3 separate regions of the Mus musculus genome follow, and all the other regions are linked to region 3. The links are chromatin contacts, called in public HiChIP or PLAC-seq and promoter capture Hi-C maps. All regions are on one chromosome and are shown on one strand. Each heading gives the region's core, a stretch centred on a gene start, on an enhancer-like site or on the middle of the called end of the contact. The rest is flanking DNA. Distances are from core to core; before and after follow the strand shown. Region 1 holds the start of Dnaja3 (DnaJ heat shock protein family (Hsp40) member A3). Region 2 holds the start of Cdip1 (cell death inducing Trp53 target 1). Region 3 holds the start of Naa60 (N(alpha)-acetyltransferase 60, NatF catalytic subunit).

Region 1 (3,405 bases), core at 719-3,218, 800 kb before region 3:
TACTAGGAAATATCTATTTTTTTTCTCTACAAAGTATGCCCAGCACATGTCTTGCTTTTTGAACCCAGAATAGGATTAGTCTTCATGTTGTTCTAAGAATGCCTAATCCAGTAGCTAATTGCTGATTTCTTTCTGGTTAGGAGATTTCTTTTTTATGATTTCTTTTTAGTTCATATGTTTCGGTATTTTGACTGAATGTATGTCTGTGAAGAGGTGTCAGATCCCCTGGAACTACAGCCACAGTCAGCTGAGAGCTACCATATGAGTGCTGGGAATTGAAATTGAACCTGGGTCCTCTAGAAAAGCCGTCAGCGTTCTGAACAGCTGAGCCATCTCTCCAGCCCCTGTTTGGGACTTGAGGAATGATCACAGACTAAAGTTTGGGGCCAAACTGATGACCTTAGATGTGGTGTCAGGATACACCACTACAGGATGCCATGTCCACACATATTGTCACTTGAGATAAAATATGCCCACTGTAGCCTATGGGCTGACTTGAGGAAAGCCAACTGCAGTTCTTCAGTTATGCTTTCATACAGAAGTAATACTTAGTGCCTGTGTACATGCGCCTCCATATCTCTCTCACACAAGGATACATAATTTAAAAGCCACTCTAAGGCATGCATGAAGCCTTATGCTTGATCCCTAGAACTACCCAAAATAAAGTTCAGTGCTTGCTTCCTTCATTCTCACTGAAAATTAAGTGATAACACAGTATAAGGAACTATGATGACAGAAAGATGGCTCAGCAATTAAAAGCACATACTGCTCTTGTAGAGGACACAAGTTCAGTTCCTAGTCCCTAAGTCTAGCAGCTCATAATTACAGGGGATCAGATGCCTCTGGCCCCTTTGGGCACCTGTACTTAAGAGCACATACCCACACACAGACACACAGAACTCAAAATAACTTACAAAAATATTTTTTAAAGAGACAGACAAGATCGTGGCTAAAACACTTCAAGGCTTAATGCACACTAATTTGGCATCCCCTCCAGCTATAAGGAAGGTAGGTACCATACCAAGTCTACCAGTTTTTAGCTTTGTGACTTTTTCAAGTTTTTTAACATCTAAACCTGTTTCTCCATAAAATGGAATGGTTAACAATGCCTGTCACATTGAAACATTCTCCAAGGAGTGAAATCATACTTCCTACACAATGTTTAATAAATGTTAGACTCCATTATTACATTCACTGACTTAAGGATTCTAAAAGACTGATAAATGCCCTTCTATTACACCACGTGATATTTAGGATGAACGCTATGAAATGACAATTCATCACACTCTCTAACCTTAATGAGGGCAAGCACCTGCATCTCCCTTGATTTATGGGTGCCTAGCACTCACTAAATGGCAGTTACATCTTCCACTACAAGCTAGAGCGTGAAGAAAAAGAGAAGGGCTATGACAAGGGGGCAGCAGCCTGGACAGAGAGGTGAACTGTTGACAGAGGTGAAGGTTCATGGCGTTCGGAGCGTTTCAACACCTCCGGCTCCACGCAGCTCTTTCCCCTCGACGGCTTCTGGGTAGCCAGCACCTTGGCCTCTCTGCCTCCTGCTTGCCTGTGTCCCCAGAAATTCCTCTCTTGGGCCGGAAGACATCTCCATCCCGCTACCCTGGTCATCAGATGGAGCCGAATCGCCCTTTCTAATCCCAGGAGCCTCTACTCCAGAGCTGGAAGCCTCCCTCACCTGTGAGGCGGACACCGGGTCTCAATGTCAGCAGCGCCCGGGGGCCGTGAGCGCCCATGGAAAGCCCGAAGGCAGAGACGCACAGCTTGCGACACAGGGATGTTGCCACTACGCCCCCCTGGGGCTGCTGGACCCCTCTCCCCGCTGCAGCCGGCAGCCGGGGAGTCCCCACTGCCACCCTCAACCAGCGTGGGGAACACCACGCAGCCATTTTGGCCCGGGGACACTGCGCCTGCGCAGACCGTCACTGGCCCGCCTCGCCGGTCGCGTCTTCCGGAGGCGAGGCATCCGTAGCACGCAGAGCGTAAGCATTGCGCACGCGCCTCGGTCTCCGAACGGTAGAACCTAGGCCAACGTGTACAAGTGCTAGACTATGAGGATGTCAGTTTGTAACTTTTCCCTGTATTGGAATTTTGTGAGGTAGGAACGAATGCTGCACTTTACTTGTGAATGTTGTCGCTGAGTGCAGCAACCATAATCTAGCGAGCCTTGCCCTGGCAGGAACTACAAACCCCAGCAGACAACGCGGCGTCAGTATCAGATTCCGGTATACCCCGTGTGGATGCCCTCCCTTGACCCTGAAAATTACATCTTATTACATGTTCTCTCAGAAAGGCTCCACCCCGGTTGTTGGCTGCAGTTTTTCCGCGTCTGATTCCTTCCCAGCAGAACTTGAAACACTCAGGTCCGTCTTAAACACGTTAGCCTTCTCCAAACCTGTAGCGAAAATTCAATGAGCATTGTAAATGCCTATTATGTATTGTGCGCCTGCTGTTTGTTATCCATGTTCTAGAAAGAATGTTAGAGGAAACCCGCTCCAGGGGAGCAAACTCGCCTTACAGGGACAGACTTCTTATTAAGTAACAACGGTAAGTGCTATCAAAGGTGCACAGTTACAAGCATACCAGTGTACTCGATCTGTTTCTTATGATAAGTTTCTTACACGCATAAGGCTTGGCAGTGGGGGGTGGGGGTGGGCTGTTAAACTTTCTGAGTCATAATGTCCATAACTGAACTTTGATGAAAAGTGAATCGAGTACAGATGTAGTATTCCAAGTGACGAAAACACCAAAAGCTGCCAGACTAGATTGAGGTAGGATGATCAGGAGTTCAAGATCATTTTCAGCTATAGAGCAAATTCGAGATAGTCTGGGCTACATGAGACCCCCATCTTCGAGTTAGGCCCGAAGGAAAATCCAACTCCCCAAACTCCAAAAGGCAGTACAAATATCCAGAAATAAGACTCAACCTGGAGTACAGGATTTCTAGTGGTTAGATAAAAACCAGCAAGTCAGGCAATGGTTTCTCACAACTTTAATCCCAACACATGGGAGGTAGAGATAGGCAGATCTCTAAGATTGAGGCCAGCCTGGACTACAGAGCAAGTTCCAGGATAGTTGGGGCTACCTGGAGAAATCCTGTTTTTGAAAAAAAAAATTGTGAAGCTGGTTCCTATTATCAAAAGGAGTCATTTTCTTTATCCCTGGCTGAAGGGACACGTGGCTATCTGTGGTGACTATTAGCATACCAAAGCACATCAGGCCTTCAGGCTCCCTTGTACCAAAAGTACCTGTTTCAAATTTCAAAGTTCATGCTAGCATCCTAGCTCTTCTCACTTCTTCCCCAACTTCAAACTCTGCAGCTCATGGGTCCCACTTCCCCAAGCTTATAACCCTTCGATTCTCTTTCTTTCTCTTTCTCTTTCTCCCTCT
Region 2 (3,550 bases), core at 616-3,115, 910 kb before region 3:
GTTCAATTCCCAGCAACCACATGATGGCTAACAACCATCTGTAATGTGATCTAATGCTCTCTTCTGGCATGCAGGTGTACATGCAGATAGAGAACTTATACATAAAATAAATGAAAAAACAAAAACAAAAAACTCTGAGCTTGTTCTTGATTGAAGGACTCAAAGGGGAAGTGCTTTTATTTCTTTAATGTTACACTGATGATTACTGGTAATTCCAAGTTAATCATTAACGGGTATAATTCACACAAAGGACATCAAATCTAGTTTTACTTAGAAACACTAGATGGCACTTCAACTCTACCCTTAGGGCCATTTTAAACAACAAAACCACTAACACTATACATGCAATATTTTGTTAACAGGTTGCTCTTAATTAACCTCAGTTAACAATGCACAGGATCCATATGTCCATGAATAAACGTGAAAATACAAGTATTGATTTTGGAATAATATGTTACTGGTCAGATGAAATGTGCAGTACAAAACCCGTGACCAATGAAACTCAGTTGTAGTTCTAATGCTTAAAACTCCTCAAATTGTGATGTCTCCCTGCCTGTAATCCCAGCACTTGACAGACTGAGCGGTAGGAGGATGGTTGTGAGCCTGAAAGACTCAGAGGAACACCCTGCCTAAACATACAAAAGGATCCGTGAGATGGCTCATGGGTCTTTGCCATTTTGGAAGACCTGAGTGAGAACCAAAGCCCACATGCTGGAAGGAGGCCTGACTCCTGAAAGTTGCCCTTTGACATACATGCGTGCCTCACACACACACAAATACAAAAGAAAAAGAAGAGAGCTTTAGTTTCCATGTGCAATAAATCCAAACTTCATTGATGACCTTGGTGCTGTCTTCCAGTCTTCACCTTGCTGGCCAAAGTGCCTTTCAAAAGTTCATCTATACCAGTCTTCTTTCTTTTCTTTCTTTTTTTTTTTGTTTTTGTTTTTTTTTGTTGTTGTTGTTGTTTGTTTTTTGGAGACAGAGTTCTCTGTATAGCCCTGGCTGTCCTGGAACTCACTCTGTAGACCAGGCTGGCCTCGAACTAAGAAACCTGCCTGCCTCTGCCTCCCGAGGGCTGGGATTAAAGGCGTGCGCCACGACTGCCAGTCTCTTTCTTTACTTCACACCTCATCCCAACATAGCCTTTCCTACCTTCCCTACTCAGAGGCAACACTCTAATTCTGTTGGGACATCCTGTTGCTTTCCTTTGAGATGCTGGTCATTTTGTGGCTTATTTGTGTATTGTCTGTCAGAGTGGAATCTGTGTGAGGGCAGGGACAGCTGGTGTGGTTCACAGCTTCATGAAAGCCCAGGCAGCTTAGGGCAAGGGTGGTAGCTCTCCCTCAACTCTTGGGGTGCGCAGCACGCCTGGCTGGCTGGCCTGAGGGAGCGCTAGCACCACCATCTTTCTTTCGAGCCTTTCCCCCCCCCATCATAAAGGCCTGGGGAACTACCACTCGTTCGTCTCCCACCCGCAACGGGCCTCCACTGACGTCATCCAAGCTCATTGCGTGAGGCGCGAAGCCCCGCCCTAAGGCGAGAGGCCAGGAGGTTGGGCCTTTCTCCACAGCCTTGCGGTTCCCTCTGGACAGCTACGGGGCTGAGGCAGCCTTTCCTGCGGCAGCGCTTGGCCGGTGAGGGGCTGGAACTGACGGTGAGTCACCTCTGAGACTTCCAAGCGGCTTCCGAAGGGACCCCTCTCACACGCCGAGGCGGGGGCTAGGCTTCGAAACCCTCCGCCCGCGTGACCTAGCCCGCCGAGCTCCGCCCTCACCCGCCGCGCGGTGGGTGCCGGGAGCTGTAGGCTCCCGCCTCAGGGAATGCTGCGGGTGCGCCGAAAGACTACAAATTCCAGGGTCCTCTCGGTGCGGGGGCGGTGAGTGCTGCGAGTCCTCTGGTAGAGGGGCTCCTCGGAGCAGCGGGCCGGACCACTGCAGATCTCTGTCCCTCTGGCCTCAGGCTTCTGGATTTCGAGGTAAACGGGCCTGGGTTGTCGTGGTGGAGTCCGTTCCCTCCGAAACGCCACGCAAAATCAGGGCAGTTGATTTCGGCGTGGCTGCAGCTGCGGGGCTGCGAGGGCTAGCATTCCAGGGCCCCGAGCGAACTGGGCCTGCAGACAGGGGATATCAGCCAGAGAAGGGCCAGCCCACTCGGGTGATTATCACGCCTTTCTACTTTTCTGTAAGCGACGGCTGTACGAGCCATTTTCCTCGGGGTATGGAGGGTTGAGGAACGGCGATCGGTCGGGGAGGATCCCTGAGGTAAGCCTCAGAGACCCGCGGGTGACCTTGGCGGTCCTGGAGGAGGCCGTCTCGCCCTCTTTCCCCCGCCGGTTTGCAGGTCTAGACTTGGCTCTACGTGGCGCTCCGGCAGGACGTTAGGAAGGCGAGGGGCTGGCGAAGCCCCAAGCCATCCAGGACCTTGGAGAAGGTGGGTCTCCTGGGACCTCTCAACAGGTGTCAAGGAAGATGGAGTGATCAGGATAGGATCCTCTGTATCAGAAAGACCTGGACTTTCCCCATTCCCCAGGATCTGATTTGAGTATTTATGGGGTAAGGCCCAGAAATCTGCATTTAGTAAGCTCTCCAGAAATTCTCATGCACACTTGGAACTGAGAATCTGTGTCTTGGGAGTAAGGATCAGGGACTTTGGGGAGAGGGCATGCAGTAGTTTTTATATCAGTTTTGTAGTGTACTCCAAACAGGGCATTTTCTGGGCAAATAGGACTGCTCTTTCTGGTCCTTAGCTTGTTGGTGCTGACCAGAGTTGGGTGGGAAGAAAGAGGTGAACATGTCTGCTCTTCTTGCTCTCTGCTCATAATAAGAAAGATATTTTTGGTCACTCACTATCTCAAAGACCTCCTCTACCTTGACATTAGTTAGGAAAAATTCAAAGCATACAAAAACCGTTGAACTTTACAGTGCACACCTATGGACTACCACCTAGAATGTACAATTAATATCTTTATTGGGTACTTATCCTTCAGTCTTTTATTTTCATGCCAAAGTACATGCAGATAATAGTATATTTCCATTCCTAGTAAAGCTTACATATTATTAACTAGACTTAGAAATCTTGTTGCTTATTGATTTTTTTTTTCCCCTTGGCTATTTGAAAATCAGTCTGCCTCCCAGTCCTGACGATCCAAAGGGTTTTGGAGGGTTTCTATAGGATGTGTTTTTAGAACCAGGAAAGACCTTTACATGGATGTTGAGAAGGTAGCTGACCAGAAGAAAGAGGGAATGTGTAAAGAACACTTCAGGGGACAAAACTGTTTTGAGAGAGAGAAAATGGAATGTGTCCCAGAGGCCTGGTTGTCCCAGCAGATTATGCTGGCAATAATTAAAGTGAGTTGTCTGCTTGTTCAGTCCTTGGCCTTGTTCTCTTGGCTCTTTTGTATGTTTCAAGCTTGCCCATTTTGAACCTACTGGTGCCATGGATGTTTTTTAAGCTTTAGAACAGGGTTGAAGTGCACAGTTGGTGACCTCATAGTTACAGCTTTGAGTCCCACAGGCCTTTGTAATTGGCTCCATAGCTATGAACACCAGTC
Region 3 (3,508 bases), core at 982-3,481:
TCTCCACACTGCACTAAGAGGCACGCTGAGGCACCACAATCTCTCCTCTCAAGCACTCCTGAGCTTCTCCACACTGCACTAAGAGGCACGCTGAGGCACCACAATCTCTCCTGTCAAGCACTCCTGAGCTTCTCCACACTGCACTAAGAGGCACGCTGAGGCACCACAATCTCTCCTCTCAAGCACTCCTGAGCTTCTCCACACTGCACTAAGAGGCACGCTGAGGCACCACAATCTCTCCTGTCAAGCACTCCTGAGCTTCTCCACACTGCACTAAGAGGCACGCTGAGGCACCACAATCTCTCCTCTCAAGCACTCCTGAGCTTCTCCACACTGCACTAAGAGGCACGCTGAGGCACCACAATCTCTCCTCTCTCAAGCACTCCTTGGTTATAGATAACCTTTGGTCTTGGTTCAGGACTATCTTTAATCCCTCAGATCTGACATCCAGAAATCTTCCATTCTGGTCAGAAGCTTGTTGTTGCTATGCAACTTGGACAAGTCAAATCTAAAGATACTCTCCACACGGGTGTGTGGGTGTGGTTAAACAAACACTGACAAAATCTCTTCAAGTTACAACTTAAAGAGGTTAAAGATAGTAAGGACAAGACACATTGAGACTTAAAAAAACCAACAACCCGAAATTGTATGTTTTATGCTGGTGCTGGTGTGCTGACACCAGACCAGACTTAATTCTGTGACAAGATGTAACAATTTTCATGGAAACCCAGCCCAGGAAGCCTGATGTGGGGTTGTCTAGGTCTGTAAGATGAAAATCTAGCAAACTACAACCTTTTTAAAGAGTCAATGCAAACCCCACTCTCAGGGGGCTTACATCTGGCATATTATTCTTGTTGTATACAAAAACCCTAAAAGGAGGTGTGTAGACTTATGTTCCCTGCCATGAGCAGTGTACTACTTTGGCACGATGGCCCTTCGGCATCCTCTAGTTTTTAATCACATTGTACTAACTCGCAGTTCACTGGTGTGTGCATCTCTCTCTGTGTGTACTTATATGCTGTTTTTGTCCCAGACCTTCCTCTTCCTGACATTTCGGCTGGTAACAAGGTCACAGGCCTTCTAAAACTCTCCTCCATGTCACATGGTTTTGTGGACTCAAGTCTTTGCATAGATGATTTCGGGAGTAACATGACTTTGCCTGCTGGGTCACACAAGCCAGCAGACAAGCCAAGACTAATTCAGGGATTTTATGTTTCTAGTACTTTGAAAAAGGAAAAGCTCTTTGGCAACTTCCTTAATTAGCACTCCAGACACCACAGGAGCCACAGAGTTAGGCTGTGAGTCTCTTCTTTCAAGACCAAAGGGTGACAAGAATGACCCAAAAGCACATGGCTCTGGGACTTGGCAGAGTTAAGAGATCAATAAAGGAGCCAAAGTTTATGTTTATTGCAGCCTGGCTCCCCAAGCCTTGGGTTTTGACACCAGCAAGGCAGGCATTTGCTGGAGGTTCAGAAGGCCCAGAGTACCCTCTCCACAGCCCCAGCCCAAGACAGCAGCACTGGTCATAGATCCCCTTTTCTCCTTGGCAAATGTTTTCTCCAATTCAGAAGAAATAAGTCAGAGGCGATTATGGAGGGTCCGCTTAGCTTCCATGTGCCGGAATACCAAAAGTACTGCTGGAATGAAAAGACGCGACAGACCTAAAGCAGGGTCCTCGGCTTTCACGCGTGCAAAAAGTCGACAATTACCCCCAGCTCAACAAGTCCCTTAAGGGAGGCAGGCTGGAGCTAGAAGAGTCGACCAGACCCTTCACCTCCAAAACCAGAGGATGCCGCCTTTCCATCTCCCAATTCCTGCAATTACTGGCTGAGGGTCCCCAGAAAGGCCAATTCCCGACGCCCCACCGCGCCCCTCGCCGCCGTCACGGAAACAAACTGGGCGCTAAGAAGCGCCCCGCGCAGGGGTGGGTAAGGGGCTCTCCGGAAAACCCGGCCTCCCACGGGCGGGCAGTGCCCTCGGTGTCGCGACAGCGACCTCCTCACCGCCCCGATTTGCACCCGCCGAGGCCCCCGGCTGCCTCACCTCGGACGGGAGCCGGCGGCAGCGGACGGTGTCTCAAGGCTCAGCGCATCCTGGGGGAGCCGGGAAGCCGGACGTGGGACTGCGCGGTCCCCCGCGACAGATTATGTAACCGGCAGGGGCCGCAGCCGGGACAGGGAAGGCGGCCCCGCGGCACTTCCGCCTCTCCTGTGCTGCCGGCGGCGCAGCCCGGAAGATCATTGGCTGCTACGCCATGTGGCACCGCCCTCCCTGACGCCGCCGCCACCATGTTGGGAGCTGGCAAGCCTCTGGCCGCTGGCGGGACCTGCTCCCGAAGCCTCCCGCACTGGCGGCGGAAGCTCAAGACAGCTGCGAGCCGCCCAGCTGCCCTTGCGTGCATGCGTGGACACCGGCGGCGGCGGGCCGGGGTTTCCGCGCCTTTCCTCAATCAAGCGGGTCAGAGGGCGCCTTTCCTCGATCAAGCGGGTCAGAGGAGCTCCGAGGCCTCCCTAGTCCTGAGACGCACGGCTCCGCCGCTGGCCTGCTCTTCCCCCACTGGAGGTTAGTATTAATAGATGCTGGCGCTGGTGATTGCTAGAAGCCCTGACTCAAAAGGCACCGCCCCGCGCTCGCGCTGACAGCCACAGAAGGGTGGTCGTGAGCTATCATTGCAGTGGACAAGTGACATTGGCCTTCAGGGCTGGGTGGGGGTGGGAGTTCTATATCCAGATGTAATTCAGAGATAATTCAGTTCGTGTAACCAGAGAAAAGCTTGCTGACCAACAGTTTATTCTTTGCTTTTAGATAACTAAAATGGTATGTAGTCAAAGGCTCAACCAACCTTAAAAAAATATTAATATCCAAGAAATACATCAGTGCTACATCCACTCCAGTAGTGACTCGCATTACAGGTTTAGAAACCTGGAAGCAGTCATGAGGTGAAGACTTTCACGGAAACTTCGCCTCCTGGAGCCTTGGCATTCCAATAGCACGTATACTCAAACCCTGTCCCAGCGTTAGTCTGGTGTATGGATTCGTGTGCTCTCTTTCAGTATTGTTTTATTATAAGTGCCTTTAAGGATTGATTTTGACATATAGCTAAGCCTTTGTCAGTGTTCCAATGTCCTGACCCTGAGCTTGGAATTCAGTAAGAATGTTACCTATTCAGTAACATTCAAATTCACTTCTAGTAGAGACAGTGAAAATAATCAGACATTACAATTTACTAGAACAGAGCTAGAAAAGCTCAGGGCCAGTCTGCATAGTAATTACTTAGAACAATAGCTGAGTTTCACCCAAACACAGGAATACACAATGGCCTAGGAAATAGGTGGGTTGGAGTATTACTCATGAAAGGGTTAGTAGAATGGAATTCCCCTGGTGCAGGTTTTTCACTAGGCCCAGAGGAATAGCATAATCAGGTATTTACTAAAGGACCACTGTAGGTGGGTTTAACAATAGACTAGCATTGCATCAGAGCATTCACCTGGCTCCTGTGTTTGGCTGA

Evidence for each region. Promoter capture Hi-C pulls out the DNA fragments that hold promoters and counts their contacts. HiChIP or PLAC-seq counts read pairs in DNA pulled down with a chosen protein or histone mark.
Region 1: a FOXA1 HiChIP or PLAC-seq map of pancreatic cancer cells shows a contact between it and region 3. The contact joins the promoter of Dnaja3 here to the promoter of Naa60 in region 3. A contact is called at or near these places in 4 of 115 datasets of contacts at active chromatin or transcription factors (bone marrow-derived macrophages, memory CD8 T cells, microglia and 1 more).
Region 2: a promoter capture Hi-C map of liver shows a contact between it and region 3, with 2.3 times the contacts expected there. The contact joins the promoter of Cdip1 here to the promoter of Naa60 in region 3. A contact is called at or near these places in 2 of 39 promoter capture datasets (cranial neural crest and liver) and 1 of 484 Hi-C or Micro-C datasets (CD4 T cells).

The regions. Positions count from the first base shown.
Region 1 is chr16:4,682,633-4,686,037 of GRCm38.p6, reverse strand. Dnaja3 (DnaJ heat shock protein family (Hsp40) member A3) reads right to left here and starts at 1,968. Exons shown (of 11, transcript NM_001135112.1): 1 at 1,694-1,968. The coding sequence starts at 1,904.
Region 2 is chr16:4,788,256-4,791,805 of GRCm38.p6, reverse strand. It overlaps Cdip1 (cell death inducing Trp53 target 1), which reads left to right and starts at 1,865. Exons shown (of 6, transcript NM_025670.5): 1 at 1,865-1,975.
Region 3 is chr16:3,883,342-3,886,849 of GRCm38.p6, reverse strand. Naa60 (N(alpha)-acetyltransferase 60, NatF catalytic subunit) reads right to left here and starts at 2,231. Exons shown (of 7, transcript NM_029090.3): 1 at 2,044-2,231. It also overlaps a transcript of Zfp597 not described here.